Regions from separate parts of the Mus musculus genome. Here region 2 is linked to region 1. Evidence: chromatin contacts called from public Hi-C data. All regions are on one chromosome and are shown on one strand. The core of a region is the stretch at or near the end of the contact, and the rest is flanking DNA. Distances in the headings are between cores, read along the strand shown. Region 1 overlaps Rc3h1 (RING CCCH (C3H) domains 1). Region 2 has its middle 37 kb from the start of Tex50.

Region 1 (7,456 bases), core at 2,676-5,175:
AAATATTGATTCTAACTCCTCATCCACACTGTAGCATAGATGATAAACTAAAACTGACAAGCTTCCTACTCTATACGTATAGGTTATAGCAGAACACAACCTGCATATACATATTAGAAAACTGAACTAAGAGTTAAAACAAACAGGCATGGTAGAGACAAGCACTTGGGAGGAAGGGACAGGTAGTGAGACTCCTCCCCCCTACAGCCCCTAACATCCCAAAAGACCCGTAGCTTAAAATATTTGCTGGCTGGAATTTAAGAAAAAGTGCCAACCTCCTATTTACCAACTTTATTTTGAACCTAGGCAAGCGTATAGATTCAAAATAGTCACTGGGCATGGTGGCGCACACCTTTGATCCCAGCACTTGGGAGGCAGAGGCAGGCGAATTTCTGAGTTCGAGGCCAGCCTGGTCTACAGAGTGAGTTCTAGGACAACCAGGGCTACTCAGAGAAACCCTGTCTCAAAAAACAAACAAACAAACAAACAAACAAGCCAAAACCCAAGAAGACAGCAACAGGACAATTAGAATTCTTTTCTGTTTGATTTTTTTAATTTTTGAGATAGGATATTTCTACATAGTCCTGGCTATCCTGAAACTCACAACATAGACCAGGCTAACCTCAAACTCAAACAGTAAGTGCTATGAATAAAGGCATGTACCACCATGTCAGGTTATATTATAAATTCTTGTTCTAGGTAATCAAGAGATCAACACAGGACTAAGGATTCAAATCTTCAAATATGCCAAAGAGAATAAATAAGGATATACAAATGAATTAAATACTGTATTATGGGAGAGATCAAATAAAAACGTTGACTGTGGATGGCCTAATCCCACCCTGTCTCAAACGACCAACAAACCCTAATCTAACCCTACAACACTAGCAAATTTAAGTGTTTTGTACATAACTGAAAGGGGGGAACATAACCCTGGAATACAGCTTAGTGGTAAAAAATATGTGCTAATTTGTGAGGGTCTGAGCTCAATAGTCAGCATGAAAATGAAACAAAAACAGTAGCAATAAAATGGGCAGTAGGTTGGCTTTTAATCATTTTTAAAAAATGATTAAATGAGCTATATATTATGTTTTATAAGTCAAAAGCATAAGACCACACTTAAAGCAATGAGAAGAAAATGTAATCAGAAAATGTACTGAGCCCCAGTAAAGTGCTAAGTTTTGTGTATACACGTGTTTTGATAGTCTCACTTTGTAGCCCAGACTAACCTCAAATTCCTCTTTTCCTACCTCAGCCTCTCCAGTGCCCGTAGCTATATCCTACTCTAACTCCTAAAGTAAAATTTTAATTCTAGATTTAGTAAAAATATATTCTTTTCTCCTGCTGAGCAGTGGTGATATATGCCTTGAATTAAAGGCCAGCCAGGTCTACAGAGCGAGTTCCAAGATAGCCAGGGCTGAATAGAGAAATCCTGTCTTGAAAAAAACCCAATGAATATATTCATATTTTCTTATTTTTTTAAAAAATAGATCTTTTAAGAATCAAAACATTCATACTTTGTGTACGGTAGGATGATAGTTATCTCTCTCTCTGGTTAAAGTCTATAGAAGTGTTCCTGTTCCTTTCTTTACCTGAATGTCAATGTAAGGTCCTCAGTGCGGATCTTGTTTTGGGGCTCGGGCTGGCCATTTTCTGCTTGCTTGCTTGTACCCAGTTTGCTTTTCATGTCTACAGAACACTGGTTCTCCTTAAAAGAAGAGGAAATAAAGTCCGTAATCTGTGGTGTAATGGGTTAGACCAAATTCACACAACACGGATTAAAAAAACAAAAAGTCATTCCTACTTCACTAAGAATTAACAATAAAAAACAGGTAGATGAGAGAGTATACACTAAAGTATACAGTACAACCCACCTTTTCTCACTACCTTTTGAAAATGCTGCAAACTAGCATGAAAAAGCAGTACAGAGAACAGTGTACAGACTATATATCTCTTCTATAAAAGACCATGAAAAGTAACATTTTATTGTGTAAACATATCTTAATATTACAGAGTCCAAAAGAGCAACCATCCCATCTGCTTCCCTAATGAGTACATTAAACAGAAACTTTAAAATTTCTAATTAATTCCCTTGTTTTCCCCAAAGTCTTTGACAAAGGACAAACCTAAAATAATAATACCACCAGATGACAACTCATCTTTATTAGAATCACCCTAAATATTACTTATTCCTCAAGGTACCTGGAATCAGCTCTAGAGTCACAGAGTTCATTCCACCTTCCCCACCTTCAGCACTCACCATACTCAATTCCCGGGTCCTCTTCCCAATTTCTCTTTCCACCTGATGCAGTTCCAAGCTGAGCTGCTCACTTGAGATCATTCCAGGCCATTTTGGAGGCAGCTGAGGGGGCTGTGGCTGGCTTGCCAGGGTGTTCACCTCCCTCTGTAACACCAGCCGGTTACTAACAGCCTAGTGCACAAAGCCAAGCACACACATAATTCAGCGCACCTCATGCCACATAGAAAACACTTTACCCAAAGTATTTTACCACTAAACTAGCCACAAGTTTGCAGTAAAAATAACCCAACTATAAACACATTTTGTCTTAATAGCACTTGAGAAACATGGTTTTAATTTTAAAAGATGTATTTTATTTTTAAGGGAGAGTGAGTTTTAAAAGATGTGTTTTATTTTCGAGAGAGAGAGACAGAGACAGAGACAGAGATGGCGTGTGTGAATGTTGCGATGTACACATTAAACAGAAATGCAGATGCCTATGGCTGCCAGAAGGAGAGCTGGATCCCCAGGAGCTTGAGTTATAGGCAGTTGTAAGACAGGAACCAAACTTGTATCCTCTGCAAGAATGGTAAGACATATTTCCAGCACCAAAAATAATTTAATCTTTTTTCCTATTTCAAAGAGAAATCAATTATAAATGTGTATCTTTCTTTCTCATTGCTATTTTCCATGATGTAAATCCTATATTTTTTTCTATAAAAACTCAATGTTCTTGAGGCAGGCTTTCTTTCCTTTTTCCTCCACTACTGTTTATTCTCAGACAATATTCTTTTTCTATTAGCCAAGAACTAAATTTAGTTCTGAATCCTCTGAAGAAGGGATATCTATACTAACGTTAGGCAAAGGCTTTAAAATTACGTGCTGCTTTACTGTGTCTCAGAACTTACTATTTAAGGAGACTGGAGAGGTGTTTTGATGGTTAGGATCAGATACCGCTCTTGTTGATGCCCTGGGTTTTGTTCTCAGCATACATGTCAGGAGGCCTACAACAACTGCTATAATTCCAGCTCCAGGCAGATCCTCCAACATCTGTATTCATGTGCACATACCACCCCACAAAATACATATACACGATGAAAGAAAATTATATCCAACTTAACATTCTTGGGAGCTCTTCAGAACTAGAGCACAAAACGGGCACAGTGCTGAACACTGAAAGCTCGATGTAAGTACCAATGTGGCCACACAGGAGGATCCTGAGTCTGAAGCCATGTGGGCTACACAGTGGTACTCTACATCAAAATTCCTGACACAAGAAAAAAGTATCTGTAGGTCTGTACCTCTAGTCCTCGTAGCTGGGTCTGCTGGCTGATCTGATGGTTCAGCTGCTGCAATTCTAGCCGTAATTGTTCTCTTTCAGCAGATAGAAGGGGTTTTCCATGACTGGCCACTTCTGCCATGGACATTTTCTCCCTTTGGTAAAAAAGAAAGAAACCATTAGGTAAATTTTGTATAAAGTTTTATTTTGTGAAATCACTACTGACTAGAAAACAAAGCAAGGAAAGCTAAATGTTTCAGATATTTATAACAAGTGAACAAGAATGGCTGTACCTCTCAATGAAGTGTCCCTGAGGAGGTATGTTTGCATGAGGTGAGTATGGAGAATCTCCCCAGCCACCATGAGCTCCATATGCACTGTAATCTGTAAAGGAACAGTTTACTGTGGTTTATGATGTCATTTACCAGTTTGATTCATCTAAGGCACTATCATCCAGAAGGCAGCGGCACACGGTATCTGTCTCTGCAGAAAGCTGTCTGCCAAAATGACAATGCATTTGTTTCTTCCCCATTGAACCTTCAGGTTTTGCATACTTTCTTTTCACTGTGTGCACGAGTGTTTGAATGTAGGGGTGAGGGTTGGTGTCAGATTATCTTCCCAAAGCACTAGGATTACACACACAACACATACGCATACGCGCACGCACGCCTACATTTTATGTGGGTACTGGGGATCCAAACTCAGATCTTCTTTATCCAGCCAGTCACCTCCTCAGACTCCAAGAATCTTATTTTAATAAATAATGAAGTTATTTAAGATAAAAGTCACAAGCAGCACCCCCCCCCTTGAGACAGGATCATTAGCCCAGAATAGCCTTGAAATCCCTATGCACCCAAAGCTGCACTTGAACATTCCGATCTCCCTACCTCCATCTCTCCAGTACTAGGATTACTGGCATGTGCCATAGCTGGTTTATGTGGTTTGGGGTATTGAATACAGGGTCTCATATATATTAGGCATACACTCTATCAACTGAGCTTTACACCTTAGCCCCTCAAGCAGTCTTAATATAGAAAGAGTTAATTTTAGTTTATACTCCTAAAATTGCCTGAAGTGCAATTGCTTTCTTATAGGGAAAAGTTTAATAATTGCCTTTAAGAGTCTTAAAAGCAGGCTGGTGAGATGGCTCAGTGGGTAAGAGCACCCGACTGCTCTTCCAAAGGTCCGGAGTTCAAATCCCAGCAACCACATGGTGGCTCACAACCATCTGTAATGAGATCTGACTCCCTCTTCTGGAGTGTCTGAAGACAGCTACAGTGTACTTACATATAACCAATAAATAAATCTTTAAAAAAAAGTCTTAAAAGCACTGATAGAATTACATTGAGAATCATAATTACCACTCTAGGATTCTTACCGGAAATGTTAATAGATTTTGTGGGTGCTCCCTGAGGTGCTATAGCTTGCAGTGGGCCAGCACCCTGATACAGTGTTTTGGATGTTCGAGAGATGGCACCGAATCGAGAGACTGTTGGTCGGTCTCCAAACGGGATGAGGTCATCATCGCTCGTCTCCACTGCTCTTCTCTGAAGGTCCAACCTCTGCTCTCTCGTTCCTTTACTTTCTACATTCTAACAAAAAGCAAAAATGAGAGTATGTTTAGCATAATTTCTACCAGCTCTGTAAAGGGGTTGTTAATAAGAGTATGATGTTCTTATTAGTAAGAATAAGTCTTTAGCTGTCTTTGGATGTCATATAAAACATTGGTTTTAGATCACAGTAAGAATTATATGACCAACAATTACAGACAGATGATAGTAGATGATAAATCTACCCATTCCTAAGTCATATGTATGAACATTAACTTGTCAGGCAAGCACTTTACCCCTGAGCTATAAGTCAATGCTGAGAGGCACTGAGTTAAGGCTTCTTTCATGTATCTGGAAAAACTTTTAATGGCATCTATACTAGGTTAGTAGTTTTATTTTATTTTTCCTAATTTAAGGAATTAGCATTACTTTGGTAATGTTACTTCAGTGTGATACCCCCCCCCCTTTTTTTAAAGATATATTTATTTAGTATATGTAAGTACACTGTAGCTGTCTTCAGACATCCCAGAAGAGGGCATCAGATCTCATTATGGATGGTTGTGAGCCACCATGTGGTTGCTGGGATTTGAACTCAGGACCTTCAGAAGAGCAGTTGGTGCTTTTAACCGCTGAGCCATCTCTCCAGCCTGTGATACCCCTTTTGAAAGCATCTTACATTACTATTCTATTTCAACTCATTCTGCTAAAAGACTTCCTGTGATGTAGAAGCACACATTTGCTCACTGAAGCACATCAAAAATTTTGTTTCAACTTAATTTTACCTTACTTGATGCTGGGAGCAGAGCCCAGGACCTTGCTCTGTCATACTCCCAGTCCCCTTGCAGGTTTGTTTTTCATTTAATTATTCTTTCTTACTCTGAACTGTCATCTACTTGAACTAGTTTTGTCTTGAAACAGCTAGGTAAACATCACCTATGAAAACCTACACAAATCTGTCTGTCTGTACTGTCCTCCCTCCCTCCCTCTTTCTCTCTCTTTCTTTTCTCCTCTCCTCTCCTTTCCCTTTCTTTCTTCTTTCTTTCTTTCTTTCTTTCTTTCTTTCTTTCTTTCTTTCTTTCTTTCTTTCGAGACAGAGTCTCACTCTGTCACCTACCATCTCTGTGCCCCCCTCTCCACACCCCGGTGCTGCTGAGATTAAAGGTATACACCACCACATCCAGCCTTTTTTTTTTTTTTTTAAATATATAGTTCAAGCTTATCATCCATTTGGCCAGGAATACATGTCTAAGCAAAACTTTCATGGATGTGCACAAGGAGACTCTACACAGGGGTTAGAGAGATAGCTCAGAAGTTAAGAGAGCTTGTTCTTGCAAAGGACCAGGTTTGAATCCCAGCACCCTCATGGTAGCTCATGACCATCCCTAACTCTAATTCCAGGATATCTATCTAATGCTCTTTAACTTCTGAGGACACCAGACACATATGTAGAACACTTATATACACGTGAGCAAAACACTCACATATAAATATAAGCAAATCTAAAAAAAAAACCTTAAAAAAAATGAAGTGAAAAATTATACATAATGGCAAAAGATCAGTTAACACGAATCTATAGCTGTAGCTACTAGTAAGGCTAAGACAAGAGCACCACAAGCCTGAGATTAGCTGTGCGATGCAGAGTGATTTCAAAGCCAACCCAAAATTTAGTGAGATGCTGTCTCAAAAAGGAAAGAGCAGAAGCTGAGTACAGTGGCACTTGCCTAGAGTCTCAGCTACTCCATGGGGTGAGACAAGAAGGATACTTTATGCAAGGTCATCCTGGACAATACAGGAAAACCCAGTGGGTTTTTTGTTTAAAAAAAAAAAGAAAAAGAAAAAAGGTGTGTGTGTGTGTGTGTGTGTGTGTGTGTGTGTGTGTATCTAAGTAATAACATCTAAACTCAGGGAAGAGGTTACTTACTGACAGGGAGGAGTGAAGGAGAAAAATGAGATTAGTGAGGTTAACTACTTTTGCAAAATTTTAATGCTATGGGGGAAAATTAATAAACCTTGACTTGCAAGCTACACAACTATCATATTCTCATTTAAAATAATAAAAAATATACATTAAAAAAGGATTTTAGATTTCTTTACCAAATAAATTAACCAAGTTGGTTGTTTAAACATATGACTTGTAAGAAGAGTTTTAATGTATTTGGTACCCAGGTGCTGGGATTAAAGTCTAGAAGTACCACTGCTGGACACATTATTTCAATTATGTGTCTTTGTACATCAGTGTGGGTATATGGACTGAGTAGGTGCCCATGGAAGCCAGGAAGGCACTGGATCATCTGGAGCCAGAATTATAGGTGGTTGTGAACTGCCCAACATGGAAACAGGGAACAAAACTCAAGTCCTCTGCAATAGCAATATGCTCTCTTAAACACT
Region 2 (7,456 bases), core at 2,695-5,194, 230 kb before region 1:
TTTTGGTTTTGGTTTTGGCTTGGAAATATCTTATTCGAATTGCCACCAGCTTCAAATTCAACAGTCAGGACATAGCAGGCAGGAAAAGATAGTGGCATAAGTGAAAAAGCAAACAAGGGCTGGAGGGCTCAGCGGTCAAGAGCACTGACTGTTCTTCCGGAGGTCCTGAGTTCGATTCCCAGCAACCACATGGTGGCTCACAACCATCTGTAATGGGATCTGATGCCCTCTTCTGGTGTGTGTGAAGACAGCTATAGTGTACTCATACACATTAAATAAACAAATAGATCTTTAAAAAAAGACCAAACAAGTGGAATGACTAATTACAGTAAGTAATGAGTAATTACTGAAAGGCAGCGCTACCAACAACCAAGTGCAGTCGCTACACTAATCTGTAAGCCTTATGAACCAGTTAGTCCCGAGCTTCATTCACAAACACATCAAAGGAACAAAGGAGCAAAAGTTATTGGTGCCAAGTTTGTTTCATCTTGCAAAACCAAAAAAAAAAAAAAAAAAAAAAAAAAAAAAAAAAAGGTGCCATCCTCCATCACAGGTATTTATTCTTTACAGGATAAGTTAAACACTTAAAACAATTATTTCAGAACGGCCTTTACACTGAACAACTTTCCATGGGAAAAGTCAGAGTGAAGGCTTATTGTCCACATCTGCTTTCATTTGAGATGAGAATTTCTTTGGCAGATTTCGACTTAGTGTCTGTGATTTTGCATGGTTTCTGAGAGGAGGCCTAATCCATTGGTCTGAGAAGACACTGATCCACCCCCCACCCTCACCTCAACCCCCAACCCCACTCCAACACCCACACCCACATCCAATCCCACTCCAACACCCACACCTACCCCCACCCCAACTCCAACACCCACACCCACCCTAACCCCCAACCCCACACCCACACCTACCCCTACCCCAACCCCACTCCAACACCTACACCCACACCTACCCCTACCCCCAACACCAGGTGGGAAGGGTAGGTAAGAGTTTTGCTGGTGATGCATCTCGCTCTGACCTCCTTCCTTCACACATTACGATGGTGTCACACAAGTGTGGATGTGAAGGGGAAAAAAAAACCCAACAATTCATAGAATAAGTCTATCGGAGTGACGTAGAGAAGGCACTATTGTCTCTAAACCACTTTCTTCATAATGACAACATCAATAATGCTGATCACTGATGGCACATTGAAACGTTAAAGATAGAAATATGTAAATAAATAGAATTTTATTAGCCTCATCAAAGACAAGACCAGCCAAGTACTAAAATTCTCTGAAATCTATACTGAATGCATATCAGGAAACTCACTTAGTAATGATGAACTCCATCCTCGGTTTAAAGCTTAAAGAATCCAAATTCAGGCCTACCGTGACCAAAGCAACAATGCCTGACATTCCGAAATATTCCACTGGGGAGAGAAGAAAGTGAAATAAATTTAAATGTGATTAAATCTATACACTGATTCGCCCTGAGGAAAAAATCAGTAGGAAAGGTGAAAGCAGCGTTTCTTATTTAGAAAGTTGCTTCAAGGGATTGGCTAATGCTGTAGCTCAGGGAATAGCAGTGCTTCTTCGGAGATGGGCAATAGAATAAACACCCAGCCTTTGTGAGCCATGGGACCTTCCTCAGCTATGATGCTGCAAGAAGCCGGAGGTAACATGCAGACGGTTGGCTAGCCAATAAAATACTACAGACTTTAGACTTCAAATAATCTTCATCTCCATGAGATATTATTCTTTGATTCTGCTCTTTTCATAAAGCTTTTTTTAGCTCAGAGCAGATTTGACCCAGTTTGCCAATCCTGCATCATCACTGAGGCTAGGGCGAGTGGGAAAAGAAATGACGTAATCTCCGCTCAGCACCTTGGGACTTTGTGCTGCATGGGCCAGGCGTTGCTGCTTCCTGGAGCATTTGCCCTTCTCTCCCCGACTAAATTGGCAATTCACTGGGCTCTAAATGTTGAAACATAGTCTAGGGAGAATGTTAGAACACAAAAATACTAAAGGTGCCGGGCTACAGAGTCTCCAAGGAGCCCAGGGTGACAGTAGACAGAAAGGAAGAGAAAGAACATCCAAGCAAGCAGTGGAAGAGCTTTCAAACAGGGCACAGCACGATGCTTATGGGATGTGACCTCCCCTTTCTCCATTAATGTCCCCACGTCTGCAAAGCAGGTGTTAAGTGGGGTGAATAGCACCTCACATCCTTATTGCAAGCATTAACTTAGATGATATGTTCCTTGGCATATGTGCATGGCAATGGATGGCCACTCTTGTGATTCCAGTATTAACCACTGTTGTGACTACTACAGTACTGATTTTAATCCACTGGTCTACCACTTATCAAAATTCTTTTCATTTATCTATTCACTTAACTTCACTTTGGATATATATATACATACATATACATATACATACATATATATATATATATATATATATATATGCACTTTCCTAACGAATTTAACTTCAACAATCAAGTTGAGTAAAGCTAACAGTTCTGCAAATGTTTTGATAGGGGACAACTGTCAAACTCTTATTTCCAGTTTCTTTGAGTACATGCTAGTTCTTATTTTTGTCTGATATACATATATATATATATATATATATATACACATATGTATATGATCTTGATTTATTTATTATCATATATATTCTTGCTGAGTTTTAAACACATTTTTATCAAATGTTTGTGTTTCTTTTTTTTAAATAAAGCTTATTCTTGTAATTAACTGCATCAGTTCTTAGCATGACTTCAAATATATTTCTGAACACATTCAAGAAATTGATTTTTTATAAAGTTACTGACTACCAATTTCCATTTCTTTTTTTTTTTAAGATTTATTTATTTATTTATTATATGTAAGTACACTGTAGCTGTCTTCAGATACTCCAGAAGAGGGCATCAGATTTCATTACGGATGGTTGTGAGCCACCATGTGGTTGTTGGGATTTGAACTCGGGACCTTCAGAAGAGCAGTCGGTGCTCTTAACCACTGAGCCATCTCGCCAGCCCCATGTCTGTGTTTCAATGACTTGAGCCAAAGTGACGGAACATTTTTGGTTATATTGATAAATGAAAATAAGGAACTTGTATTGTTAATTATGTGAGAGTCCCATCCCAACTCGAAAACGTGTGTGTCTGGGCTGGGAATCCTCTAACGTGAAAGGGAGGCTGAAACGCCTTCTGCGACCCGGTCCTGGCACTCTGCCCTTGGCTATCATCCATTTAATCTGTCTAAGGGGACACCAAATATTGGCTGCAAACACCTCCATTCCTATTAGGAAGAAGAAATGAACCAGCATTTATGAGCCACCCTGTCTTGAACACAGTAGGGAGCTGGCAAAGGCTCAAAAACAAGTGTCTGGGATTGGGGAGAGAGACACGCCCCGCCCCCCTCCAGGAACAACTGTCACTCAGAAGGAGGTGGGAGGAGCTGTGTACACAAGGAGCTCTTGCCAGTCCCTAGGGTAGCCGCAGCTCACAAGCATAGCAAGCTTCATTAATGCATGCAGTGCCTTACACAAATGGAGTATTGTTAGACCGATTGTATAGAAGAGACAAGCTTAAAGAGGCTAAGTATTTCCCAACGTTGCTGATTGACGGAGTATATCTGGATTCTGTCTACTCAAAAACACATTGAGAAGGAATGTTGGTTCATTCGATCAGCACGTATTAAATTACTGTCGGGCATTTGACCAACTCTAAGCTTGGCTGAAAGGAGGAAAAACTAATCGAGTGAAGAGCTGACTATGAGCGCCACTCATATTCAAGAGGCTCACAGTCTGGTAGGGAGGTGGAAAAACTGAAGTAAGGCATCCACAAAACTTTCACAAAGGAGCAAAGAAATAAAGCTGAAGGAAACGAGCATTCCGTGAATGTTTTCGCTAGTTTGACTGGCTCAGGGCAGTAAGCAACCACTAGGTGGCGATATATCTACAGGAAAAAGAAAACTGCCTTTCCTTAGCTAGAGGTGTAAGAGACGGCTGAGATCTTCATTGGTTAAAGTTGCTCCAGTGTATGAGGGGAGCAAAAGCAGTTTGGTCATAGTTAATATGGTTCCTGGGAGCTGAAACACCTCAAGTCCCAATTTTACAAAACTGAACTAACGGAAGGCCCACTGGGGCTGGGTACAGTTACTCCTGCAACTTACCCGATGCCCCAGCTTCTCTTCCTGACACAAGCACTCTTGATCTCCCCACTCTCGTTTCCCACCTTCTAGATTCAAGAAAAGATCGCTATTTGAAAGGACCTTTTAGTCTAGTGAGTGAAGGATGACGAGCTTGGAAAGCCCTCGGGAACTTCTCCGCCAACTTTTCCCATTTTATGGGGTGAGCAGCTCAAGAGTCCAGACAGAAACAACTCCATGACGATTCCGCTTCTAGGGCACTGCCATGGACTTACTGTAGGGTTAGAGAATAGAGCTCAAAGGGCTAAGAGTACCCAGACATAGGAGCGCAAAGACATGAGGTTACAATGAGAGGCCAGGAGAGAACTAGATCTGACAGAGAGGTGATGTGACAAAACACAAGTGGGTGGGTGGGGGGTGGTAACAGACAGGAGGAAGACATGAAGCAGGGGAAAGGAGCAGGGCAAACCAGGACTCCCAGGCTCTCTAGTAGGATGGCAGTTCTTGTGTTTGTTTGCCTTACCAAGGTAAAACGTCATGTACACCAGTGAGAAACAGAGAACAACGTTCGTCAGTGTGTTGCTAAAGAGGTCGGTCAATATAATCTGGATGACTCTCGTACACCAATAGCCACATATGGTGCTTCCAAAAACATCAAAGCTGAGTCCGATGATTATGTGTAACTCTAAACATAAAAGAAAGGAGAGAAAGGGGAGAAAGAAAAACGTGAGTTAACCATCTGGGTTTTGGCTTGTTTGTCTGTGTTGTTTTGTTTTTTTACTGACTGCACTCTGGTTTGTAAACAGGGGGCCTGTTCTTCCTCAGGCAGAGTGCCCTGTGAGAGTCTGATAAATCTACTTAATGTAGACTTCCCCAGGGATGTAAGTGAGCCCCCACTTACACGCTGGTAAACAATCCCAATGAAACTCCTTAGGTCACACACAGAAAGACATTAGACAGGAGGGCTGGCTGCAGAGAGGAACAAGGAGTGTGGGGAAAGAGACAGGAGAGACTAACAGGAGTGGATACGATTGAAACACATCATGAAAGCATAACTAAGCCCGTTACATGGTTAATGCGTGCTAATAAGCCATTTTAAAATTATCTACCTGATTTCCACCAACACTTCCTTATGCTTTTGGTCCTCCCCACCCCCTCTTGCAGCTACCACAAATGTGTCCCCAGGGCTCATGTCTCCCCTTCACGCTGTGCTGATTCCTGCCATTCTTCTCTAGCTACTAACGAGACATCTAGAAACCTGTCAGGGGAATGTATTCCGCATCCCAGGCACCATTAGCCACACAAATCTGGCTGTTGTCCCCCTAGGATTGTTTTACCAATATGCATTAGTTGTTTGCCTTCACCCTCAGATCTAAGACCACGCACAACTCTTAGCATCCACCAACTGAGATACATGCTGATCCCAGCTAGAGGGATAACCTGGGCCGGATGATGCAATTGGTCTATGTGTGTATGCATGCTGAGGGACAAGAGATGGGTCTTTTTAATTATTTCTTTTCCTTCTTTTCTTTTTTTTTTTTTTAGATTGTAAAATTATATCATTTCCTCCTTCCCTTTCCTCTTTCCATCCCTCCCATATACCCCAGTTTGCCTATTACAGATCAATCCAACACACACTTTGCATTTTAGCAATCACTAAAATGCAAATATGGTTATATTTTCTTGTTTACCTCACTTCTCATTTTAATTGATCAGAGAGCAATGTATAGAGAAAGATGCAGAGACAAATGCACTTTCGTTTCAATAGTAATCTTAGGAAGTATACAGACAGAACATCAACCATCTTACCTCTGAACATGGACGTGTCAGTTGAGTGACCTCGAAAAATTCCAAAGAAAATGCATGTGAAACTACAAATGATCAGCGACTCCCCTCTGATGATATCCGTGTACATCTTAGAAATACCTGGGAAAGGAAAAACAGGGTGTCATTTAATGTGGAGCGTGGAAATGATGCTCTCACGTAGAAAGCAGAGAAGAGATAGAACATGACGGGGGAAAAAAACAGAAAAAGAAGACCATTGTAACGGGCATGGGTCTGAGACAATTCCAGCTAACACTTTTTAAGTTTCCTATTCTGCCTTCTGACTTTTCAGTGGCAAAGGATATAACAGGAGCACCCTGGTACTGCCCTGTCCTGGTTTCACTTCTGCTGCTATGAAAAAAACAAAAATAAAAATCAAAACAAAAACAAAAACTTATATGATAAAAGCAAATTATCAGAAAAAGGGTTTTCTTTGGTTCACAGTTCCGGATTATAGTCCATCCTAGCAGGGATGCTGAGACACAAGGCATTTAGAACAGCTAGTCACTTCACATACATTATCAAAGGCAGAGAGAAATCCATGAGTTCAGACTTACTTGTACTCAGCCCTCTCTCTAAACTTACACAGGCCAAGATTCCCTGCCTAGGGAATAGTGCTGCCCACAGTGGCAACTATTATAGTGGGTCAGCACGATCTAGCTGAGTTTTGCTCTATCAATTCATTTATGTAGGCAATCATAGAGACTCTTTTCTCGGGTGACCTTAGGTTGTGACGAGTTGACAACTAAAGCCAACCTTTTGATACCCACTGCCTCAAATGTTTGTTCCTTTCCTTTTACCTTATGTTTGCATATAACCGTGTCTGGTTGCCTTTACGCAGTCACACATGTGAGGCATGAGGTTGATATTAACTACCTTCCTCAGTCACTCTCCCCATCACTTAGGTCTCTCACTGATCCCAAAGCATCACTGTTTGGGCTAGGCTGGCTTGTCAGCTGGCTCCAGGGAGTCTTTGTCTCTGCCTCCACCACACTAGGATTGTAGGTAACCCACCAAGTCTACCTGGCTTTGAAGTGGGTGCTGGAAGATCAGAACTATTGACATTACACAAATGCTTTACCTGCTGAGCCAACTATCCACCCTGCCATAAACACTTTAAAGCTTCTGAATGAGACAAAGCTTAAGACACCGCATTTAGCTTGAAGAAACATCAGAGTCCAGAAGAAGCTCATTTTAGAAAAGTGCAAAATAGCCAGACACTGGGATGCATGCCTTTAATCCCAGAACTGGGAAGCAGAGGCAGGAGGATCACTGTGAATGTGAGGCCAGCCTGGTCTACATAGTGAGTTCCAGAATACTCAGAACTACATAGAGAAACCCTATCTCAAGATAGAAAAAGACAGACACAGAGAGAGAGACAGAGAGAGAGAGAGGGAGGGAGGGAGGGAGGGAGAGAGAGAGAGAGAGAGAGAGAGAGAGAGAGAGAGAGAGAGAGAGAGAGAGAGAGAGAGATGTAAACTATAACCCAGGGAGTAT

The links. A called contact is a pair of places that touch in the nucleus more often than the background predicts.
Region 2: a Hi-C map of the G1E-ER4 cell line shows a contact between it and region 1, with 5 times the contacts expected there. The contact joins two enhancer-like sites. A contact is called at or near these places in 7 of 39 promoter capture datasets (the 3T3-L1 cell line, the C10 cell line, the HPC-7 cell line and 3 more), 3 of 15 datasets of contacts at CTCF or cohesin (the NIH/3T3 cell line, large pre-B cells and pro-B cells), 27 of 484 Hi-C or Micro-C datasets (the C10 cell line, the C2C12 cell line, CD4 T cells and 14 more), 4 of 115 datasets of contacts at active chromatin or transcription factors (the 230-238 cell line, bone marrow-derived dendritic cells, bone marrow-derived macrophages and 1 more) and 4 of 9 other capture datasets (adipose tissue, embryonic stem cells, liver and 1 more).

The regions. Positions count from the first base shown.
Region 1 is chr1:160,959,925-160,967,380 of GRCm38.p6, reverse strand. It overlaps Rc3h1 (RING CCCH (C3H) domains 1), which reads right to left. Exons shown (of 20, transcript NM_001024952.2): 15 at 4,897-5,110; 16 at 3,812-3,902; 17 at 3,541-3,673; 18 at 2,261-2,431; 19 at 1,593-1,708. Among named protein-coding and RNA genes, the nearest start is that of Serpinc1, 15 kb to the left of the region's middle. Within about 2 kb of position 3,925, at least 2 of the 459 cell types and tissues checked have an H3K27ac peak or open chromatin away from gene starts, as enhancers often do. A contact at or near this core is called in the G1E-ER4 cell line, where this site is marked.
Region 2 is chr1:161,192,164-161,199,619 of GRCm38.p6, reverse strand. It overlaps the pseudogene Gm6185. Among named protein-coding and RNA genes, the nearest start is that of Tex50, 37 kb to the right of the region's middle. Within about 2 kb of position 3,944, at least 271 of the 459 cell types and tissues checked have an H3K27ac peak or open chromatin away from gene starts, as enhancers often do. A contact at or near this core is called in the G1E-ER4 cell line, where this site is marked.